Linked DNA regions of Mus musculus: regions 2 and 3 are each linked to region 1. A link is a contact called in public Hi-C data. All regions are on one chromosome and are shown on one strand. Each heading gives the region's core, a stretch centred on a gene start, on an enhancer-like site or on the middle of the called end of the contact. The rest is flanking DNA. Distances are from core to core; before and after follow the strand shown. Region 1 has its middle 44 kb from the start of Gm40909. Region 2 overlaps Gm40908 (a long non-coding RNA gene). Region 3 overlaps Pxdc1 (PX domain containing 1).

Region 1 (2,820 bases), core at 159-2,658:
AGGGCCCCCAATGGAGGAGCTAGAGAAAGTACCCAAGGAGCTAAAGGGAACTGCAACCCTATAGGTGGAACAACAATAGGAACTAACCAGTACCCCAGAGCTCTTGACTCTAGCTGCATATGTATCGAAAGATGGCCTAGTCGGCCATCACTGGAAAGAGAGGCCCATTGGACTTGCAAACTTTATATGCCCCAGTACAGGGGAACGCCAGGGCCAAAAAGTGGGAGTGGGTGGGTAGGGGAGTTGGGGGGAGGGTATGGGGACTTTTGGGATAGCATTGGAAATGTAAATGAGGAAAATACCTAATAAAAATATTAAAAAAGAAAATAATATTACAAGAAATTATCCAATTAATAAAAAGAAATGCATAAAAAACACAGAGTGCAATATACTAAAATTATTATTGAAAACACAACTACCAAAAATTCAGCTTCTTCAGAGAATTGATTCATAAGAGAGAATCTGTATCATAGGTGTGCTTTGAAAGGATGGGAGAGAATGAAAGCCAGGAACATTCAACTAGGAAGAACCGCTGTAATTTCAGTAGAAGACTTCTGGCCTGGGATTGACTATATGCTGTGCCATAAGAACCAAGGAGGCTGTGAAGTCACATAATGCAAGATGGGCAAGCACTATCAGAAACATCTTGGGTTCGTTGTGTTAGTTGACTTGGAACTAATTTTCACTGTTGCACATTCAGAAACCTTTTACTATTGCTGTTTCCCTCCCCTGCCTTCTGTTATGCAACCACATGTAAGGCTGGACCCTGCCTATCCCAAGAAAGCGTCTTTGGTATTCAGATTCCTGATGGAAGGCATGACAATTCTGTATTCTGTAGCTTGATCATCACTGTCAGCTAAGGGCTAAGAGCAGAGAGCAAGGGAAACAACTGAGAACAAAAAGACCCGCCACATTTTGTTTTAGACCTCTGCAAGATCTGCAAACATTGCTGGTAAGTTTGCGTACATTTCCAGATGTCTGATAGGAAAGGAATCTTCTTGATCTTCTGCCCTGAGTAAATATTATCTGTGTAAACAGCTGTCTGTGCTACACAGACACACGATTGCATTAGGATGGGAGGGAGAGGCCCTGGAAGGTTGGCTGGTCTTGAAGATCGAACTTTTCTCTCTATCTAAAGCAAAGATCTCCAACTCCTTCCCAAAGGGAATGTTAGTTTTAAAGTCACCCACAAGGATTCTGCCTTGCATGCTTTGATGGAGGAAATAAAATTTGTGGACTGAAACACTCACTTTCCTGATATCAAATAAAATGGAGTTTCTCCAACAAGCACTGAATTGATTTTTTTTTTTTTTTTTTTTTTTTTTTTGGTCCAGGAGATAAGATAAATGTGTCTCAGGTTTTGTAACCACTGTTTGACAAGATTTGTAAGACCAACCACAGCTGTCACATGCCAATAGGGGAAGAAACCTGAGGATACATTTGTATGCGTCATATCCCAGGGAGTCAGATACAGTCTTGGAAAAGTGCATTTAACTGTGCACTTTTTAAGTATCAAAGCATTTTCATTTTCTTTTCAGCCTCTGGAAGGCTATGTTTTTGTCATAAATTCAGTATAAGGCAGAGGTAGAATGGCCACAAAACAGAACCACAAATGAACCATTTGAGTAGGGAGATGAACCAAGTTTCTATTCATTTCTAAATTATCATAATTATCAACTTGACACACTAGGGAAGGGGGAAACTCAACTGAAGAATTGTCTCCTTCAGGGTTAGCTTTGGGTACATCTGAGAGGCGTTTTGTTGGTTGTTCATTGATGTGGGAGAGCCCAGCCCACTATATGTGGTGCCATTTGTGGGCAGGTGAGCCTGAGTTGTGTAAGAAAGCAGGCTAAGCAAGCCATGAGAATCTAGCCAGTAAGCAGTGTTCCTCCAGGGTCTCTGCTTCAGTTCCTGCTTCCAGACTCCTGCCTTGAATTCCTGCTTTAGCTTTCCCCCATGGTAGACAGTAACCTGTAAGTTAATTAAGCCCTTTCTTCTCCAAGTTGCTTTTGGCCAGTGTTTTATCACAGAAACAGAAAGCAAACAAGGATACCATAAAACTACTCAGACAGGGAGCTAGGCTGTGGGATAAGCCAGAATTCAATGCTCTTGCCGAGGGCTACAATTATATCTTCTGTATTTCTCTGTATCATACCAACTACAGAACTAGTCAATGATGCTTGTTGAAAGCATTCTTGTTTTCACATCTAGTCTGCCTCACAAGTTTCTATAGTACAGTTGAGCTTTACTACATGGAGAGTGTAGTTCAGGGGTAGAGTGCTTCACCAGCGCTTGAGAGACCCTCAATTTAATCTCCTACATTGGGTAGGAGGCAGCCAATGACCCATAGCCAGTGAGTAGCTTGTATTGGATGAATGAGGACGTGTAGCTCAAGGGATATGATTCTTTATAGAAGACTTCTTTATAAGTTACCTAGGCAGGGTTTATGAACATATGTGGAGAACTGGCCCATTGTGCATGATTGCCAGAAGCAAAATGTATTGCTTGCCTATCGTAGTGGCAAGGGACCAGACAATACGAAGGAAAGATTTATTTTGGTTCAGTTCATCATGAAAGTGGCAAAGCAGAGCATCTCCATAGTGTTGGGCGAGTGAGATGGAGCCCCTCACATGGCAGCTGGACAAGGAAATAGAAAGCTCAGGCTGGAGCCTTCAAGCCCTGCCGACCATGACAAGGTCCTGTCAGCTAAGCCATATATCCTGAAGGTTCCAAAACCTCCCAAAGCAGTGCTATCAGTTGGGAACCAAATGTTCAAACACATGAGCCGGTAGGTAATATTTTATATTCATTTGGCCAATG
Region 2 (2,820 bases), core at 190-2,689, 86 kb after region 1:
ACATTGGCCACCATGTCTTCCCTCTCCAGCACAGGATAAGGTTCTAGGAAGACAGTCACTGCCGTTATACAGCTCCAGGCTCCAAGAGAGACAGAGGGAAAGAAATTCAGACTACCAGGTGTCAGTTGGTTTTAATTTACATTTTTGGCCTGTAATTCCACCTTTAGCCTTCGCCCTCTTCTCGTGTTCGCCAAAACCACAGGAACATTTCTGCTCTATGTTCTGGCACCTAACCCTTATCTCTGACTTACAAAGACTCACCAGCAATTCTTCTCCAGAAAGACCTGAGACTCGGGGATATTCAGCAACAGCCTGTCCCAGACAGACAGATACACATACACACACACACACACACACACACACACACACACACACACAGAGGCATGAGCATACACATGTATGCACACACACACAAATACACACACACAAACACACACACACAAACACACACACACACGCACACCACAGCCTTTCCAAACCCCATACCTTGTGCTACCTGTTTCATTTGTCCCAGTACTTCTTGTTCCTGTTTCTTGTCTGCCTAACTCTTGGCTGAGGAGGGAGGCTCAACATTCTTTTTATTTATACATCACATGCCTAGAATTACACTTGCCAATAAATAAATAAATACATAAATACATAAATACATAAATAAATGTTGCTCATGATATTTACGCCATTAATTTCAGACACATCTACATTTTAAAAAAATAAAATGCTCAGATATTCGCATAGAGAAACCTCAATATCCAATTTTCTTATTTACAGCTTATCAAAAGGCTCTATTTAGGATGCAAAGAGAAGCAAAAGGAAGTGGGGAAGGCGGTCCTTCTAGAAGGACATTGAAGAGCTTCCCCTCTGTGCTAATGAAAAGTTGAGACTACTCTATGGGGCCAGCTCTCATTTTTCAAAGCAAAGATCTCCTTCCATGCTATCAAGGGCTTGAGACCCCCTTCTGACTTTTGGAGCTGCCCTAGAGCTCCAGTTGCCATGTATTAAACATCATTTGGTCTTCAAAAGTGACACAATGACATCTCTTGGGGCAAGACATCTAACATAGTTGGGGGATTTGTATGTATTGAATAGGACTGCTGCCTTGGGCATGGGTTCCTGGTCAGTAGTGCTTTCTCAGAGGCAACATGCCCACTGATGTAGTGGACAAACTGTCCTCAGAGAAGGGCCTTCCAAAACCCAGCCCTGGTGTCCATTTGTTAAAAACGAAATGATTCTGTGAAATAAGTCAGGCACATAAAGACAAGAATGTTCCCAGCTACATGTGGAATCTGACAGATGAACATCAAGAAAATAGAATGGGACAGCGGTGCGTAAGACTTGGTAAGGGTATTGGAAGGAAGGAAAGAGCATAGACACAAGGAGATCACCTGAGTGGAGGGTAAGGTCCAGCCCACTAGAACTCAGTTGCAACAGTGGTTGACAATAATTAACTTGAGTATTTCAAAACAACCGGCAGCCAGAGATGTGACTGAATGTGTAAGGGAGGTTCATGGCTAAGACTGATGATCAGAGTTCCAACCAAGGGTGGAGAGAGAGAGAGAGAGAGAGAGAAAGAGAGAGAGAGACAGAGACAGAGACAGGGACAAAGAGACAGAGAGACAGACAGAGACAGAGAGACAGAGAGACAGACAGAGACAGACAGAGGGGGAAAGATGGAGAGACAAGGAGAGATAGAGATGACTTTAATCACTTGTCCACTGACATTTTTTACTGTGCATTTTGTGAATGTGATAGAGATGGGAAGCTCTAGTGTATGTGTGGAGGTCAGAGGGTAAAGTGTAGGAGTCAGTTCTCTCCTTCCTCCCTGTGGGTCCTGGTGATCCACCTCAAGTCCTCGGGCTCCAGGCAGACACCTTTACCTGCTGGACTGTCTCACAGGATTTTGAGTGCTCCCAACACAAAGAAATAATGAAATGTCTGCAGTTGGAACAGTTATCTAAAACCCCATCTGTCTCATGTTCCCAATCATCTCCCAGCAAGCTGGGGAGTATGGCTGCCCTGTGTCCTGTGTCCTGCTCCCAAGTAGCTGTCAAGGGTTTTGATGGAACCTTTTAGAGCAGAGAGAAACATAGAGAAAACTCGTGTCTTTGTAATTTGCTCTCTCTCTCTCTCTCTCTCTCTCTCTCTCTCTCTCTCTCTCTCTCTCTCTCTCCCTCTCTCTCTCTCTCCTGTCTGCCAGAAAATCCTCTTTGCTTTCATGGCCAGAGGGCAGGGATCGAAAGAAAGACACCCAAGGCCTTGTTGCTGATGCTCCTTAAACCTTCTGCAATTGTTCTCCACCCAGGCTATTAGGGAGGTTGGATGCATGTGACTGAAGCTCCCAGCAACCTCATGAGTGGTCTGTTCTGTGGTCAAGGAGGTTACAAAAACATCACATCATGAATGCAGGGTTGTGACAAGGACTGCTTCCAAAGCTCCTGCTATCTCTGCTTTATCTAGACACAGGGAGGAGGGCTCTACCTTGAGAACAAGCAAATTCTTCCAGAAGGCATTACTCTGTGAGTGGCAGTCTTTTTCAGGCAGCTGGTAGACTTTCTGTGGCCCAGAACGGATCTTTGTGTTCTGAATTCTGGGGTGACCAGCTTCAACTCTTGGTCACAGACAGTGGGGGCCTCCCTGCCAGGCTGGCTGCTTATGCAGTTATTTAAAACAGAGCAGCTGCAATAGAGTCACCACTTGGAAACTGTCCAAATTCAGACCTAGCAGGTCAGAAACTCCAGCAAGTCCTGCAGGGGATTCTCATGCACACTAATGGCTGGGGAAACATACTGACATAGTCTGGCAACTAGAACAAAAACTGAGCTT
Region 3 (2,820 bases), core at 129-2,628, 80 kb before region 1:
TGCTCAGATACCAGAGGATCTTGTTTCAGGGAGAGATACACTGCTCCTGTGGTACTGGTGTCAGCATCTCCATCTTCCTGTCTGAACACTAGAAGGATTCTCTGGGTATCGGGAGAGAGAGCTGGAGACAGTGGGTGATGGGGGAGGGGGAGACTGATATAAACTTCAGCTCTAAAATTTTATTTTATAATTTCATACACATACACACACACACCCTTTCTTTACAAGTTCACCCTCCTATTCTCATGCCTTTTAATTTTATTTTTTTAATGATGCACTATATTTAGAATTGCTATTGTGACCATGGGTAGGAGGTTATTTATTGAACAAGGGCAACTTGACTGTGTCTACACTGTCGAGAAATGTTACTTGCCCTTTCATGGCCCCCATAGCTCCCCAGGAAAAGGTGGGACCTTATAAGCCCATCTTCTGTCCACGACAGACTGTCACTGGGCCCAGTCTTGTGCAGAAGACAGTGTTGCTGTGAGCTCTTGGGTACAGCCGCTATGTCAAGTCCAGAAGACGGCAATTCACAGTCCTCCTCCCCACCCTCCACCTCTTACATTCTTTCTGCCCCTTCTTCCACAATGTCCCCTGAACCTCAGAGGGGGTGATTGTAGATGTCCTGTGTAGACCTGAGCCTGTAGCAGTCACTACTCCTCAGCACTCTGATCAGTTATGAGTTTGCATTGGTAACTGTGCACCGCACAGGGAAACATCGCTTACCCAGGCTGAGAGCTGTCGATCGATGATAAATCCTGAAACTTTAACCTCAAACACTGACCTCTCCTGAGTACTTACCTCATGGCTTTGGTTTTCAGAAATCATGAGGTCCAATGGATTTTGTTTGGCAAACACAGAGACCATAGTCATTGACCACAGCATACCCAACGGGAAGGACCAGCTCCTGGATGCGGATTCCACAGAGCATTTGTGAGTGCACGTCCTCTAATGCGTTTTCCTACAAGGGGTCGAAAGCTGGTGGTATGTGCAATGCTCTACAGCAGTGGTTCCCAAGCTTGTCAGTTCTGCAACCCTTCAATACAGTTCTTCATGTTTAATACAGCTCCTCGTGACTCCAACCAGAATATTATTTTCATTGCTAATTCATAACTACAATTTTGCTACTATTATGTAGGATATCTGATATGCGACCCCTATGAAAGAATCATTTGACCTCCAAAGGGGTCGTGAGCCACAGGTTGAGAACAGCAGCAGGCCCTGCCAGTTTGGGTGTTTTAAATGTTCATGCCATCGTCTGGCGAGAGTTTGGTTAATTGATCTAGGGGAGGAAGAGTCACCCAATCACTAGATGTGAGGGGCATTCAGAAGTTGCAAAACTCCAGGAGATAGTTTGTGTTGGCTCTGAGGTGTAAAACACTGTACTCTGGTCCAGGATCCAGAATCCAGATGCTTCTAGACTTCCTGGACCGGGACTGGGACACATATGTTTGTCTCACAAGTTGATGGGTGACCAGTTAGAACCCTAGTCTGTGATGACTCAGGAGCTTTGACTACTGATGGCTGGACAGCCAAAGGCCACTCATTGTGGCCTGCATTCTACCCTCCTCTGCAATGGAACTTCTGGCTAGACTGTGCTGGAGAGTGCCTGCCAGTTGGGAGGTCTGGCTTTGTTGCTAGGTGTTCCTGGGGACAGAACGGGGTCCCTGGGTATGTTGTGGAGGCAAGCAGACCTAGGCCCTGTAGCAGCTGGTGATGTGAAAAGGTCTCCATCTGACTCCTCTACCATGACAGTCTCTGGCCAGCTCCATCTCACACAAAGCCGAAGGGCTTTCCTTCCCTTAACACTCATTCAGTGTGCACCAGCGTGCTATCCCTGCCAGCCAGAGGTCCCCAAGAAACCACAACTTTCATCCTTCAGAGCCCAAGTCATCCTGGGTCAAACTAGGCTTGGCCACTAGGTAGAGCCTGCCTCCAGGACCATAGGGAGGTAGAGCCTGCCTCCATGACCATAGGGAGCCTCCTGTAGTGTCCCTCCCTGGCTCCTTGCAAGCTCCTGGGACCACATCACCTATACCCGCCTGTCCACTGTTAATCTTTGAGCTGACACAGAACGGGAGCCAGAATATCACTGTGAATAAAGAAAGCATAAAGGCCCCACTACCTTACAGATGCAGAAAGTAATCGCCAAGTCAGCAAAGCTCAAAAGCGCTGCCTGGGCGGTACCACCCATTTAAACTAGTTTGTGTGTTCATGGTTCTTCCCACGTGTCTGCTGCGAGCCTGGAAAGGACCTTATCTCCTTAATGTCCCTTGTCCCCTTCCATAGAACCTGGAGCCCTCAGTATCTTGGCACTGCCCTGGCTGCCTCTTGTCCTCTCTTTCTTCTCGCTAGGGTCCCATACAGTGGCCTTCACCTCTGTCGTCTCTTTCAGGTTTGAGAATGGTGGTGAGTTCACCTCAGAGCTGGAAGATGGTGACGACCCAGAGGCTTATGTCACCAACTTGTCCTATTACCATTTGGTTCCGTTTGAGACGGACATTTTGGACTGAGCCTCTCCATCGGGCCTTCTCTGCCTCCAACCTCGACTGCATGTCCTCATGCTGTCTACTGTGCTCCTCCAAGGGCCAAAGCTACTGCTCAGCCTGGACCTCCTAGGGTCCTGAGGTTCAGCAGGCCTGGGTATTTAGAAAGCAGAGGCACACGGGATCCCGATGACCATAGGCAGCACCGAGGGGCCTTCTTCCTGCTCTCAGCCCCTCCAGCCCGCCTCTTCTGGGATGCCAGGCCATGCTTCTTCTTGTCTCACTGCCGACTTAGGGAACATTCCTCTTGGTCACATGGCCCTGACTCCCCACT

Evidence for each region. Hi-C and Micro-C count contacts between places; a contact is called where the count stands out from the background.
Region 2: a contact with region 1 is called in a Hi-C map of liver, with 7 times the contacts expected there. The contact joins two enhancer-like sites. A contact is called at or near these places in 1 of 15 datasets of contacts at CTCF or cohesin (the NIH/3T3 cell line), 6 of 484 Hi-C or Micro-C datasets (liver and nephron progenitors) and 5 of 115 datasets of contacts at active chromatin or transcription factors (hepatocytes, liver and pancreatic cancer cells).
Region 3: a Hi-C map of liver shows a contact between it and region 1, with 6 times the contacts expected there. The contact joins two enhancer-like sites. A contact is called at or near these places in 1 of 39 promoter capture datasets (liver), 14 of 484 Hi-C or Micro-C datasets (the AML12 cell line, the C2C12 cell line, colorectal tumor organoids and 6 more) and 2 of 115 datasets of contacts at active chromatin or transcription factors (both in liver).

The regions. Positions count from the first base shown.
Region 1 is chr13:34,548,904-34,551,723 of GRCm38.p6, reverse strand. No RefSeq gene overlaps it. Among named protein-coding and RNA genes, the nearest start is that of Gm40909, 44 kb to the right of the region's middle. Within about 2 kb of position 1,408, at least 4 of the 459 cell types and tissues checked have an H3K27ac peak or open chromatin away from gene starts, as enhancers often do. A contact at or near this core is called in hepatocytes and liver, where this site is marked.
Region 2 is chr13:34,463,005-34,465,824 of GRCm38.p6, reverse strand. The region is part of intron 2 of Gm40908 (a long non-coding RNA gene); the gene reads left to right. Among named protein-coding and RNA genes, the nearest start is that of Gm40908, 18 kb to the left of the region's middle. Within about 2 kb of position 1,439, at least 40 of the 459 cell types and tissues checked have an H3K27ac peak or open chromatin away from gene starts, as enhancers often do. A contact at or near this core is called in hepatocytes and liver, where this site is marked.
Region 3 is chr13:34,628,464-34,631,283 of GRCm38.p6, reverse strand. It overlaps Pxdc1 (PX domain containing 1), which reads left to right. Exons shown (of 5, transcript NM_025831.3): 4 at 822-933; 5 at 2,396-2,820. The coding sequence ends at 2,513. Among named protein-coding and RNA genes, the nearest start is that of Pxdc1, 23 kb to the left of the region's middle. Within about 2 kb of position 1,378, at least 6 of the 459 cell types and tissues checked have an H3K27ac peak or open chromatin away from gene starts, as enhancers often do. A contact at or near this core is called in liver, where this site is marked.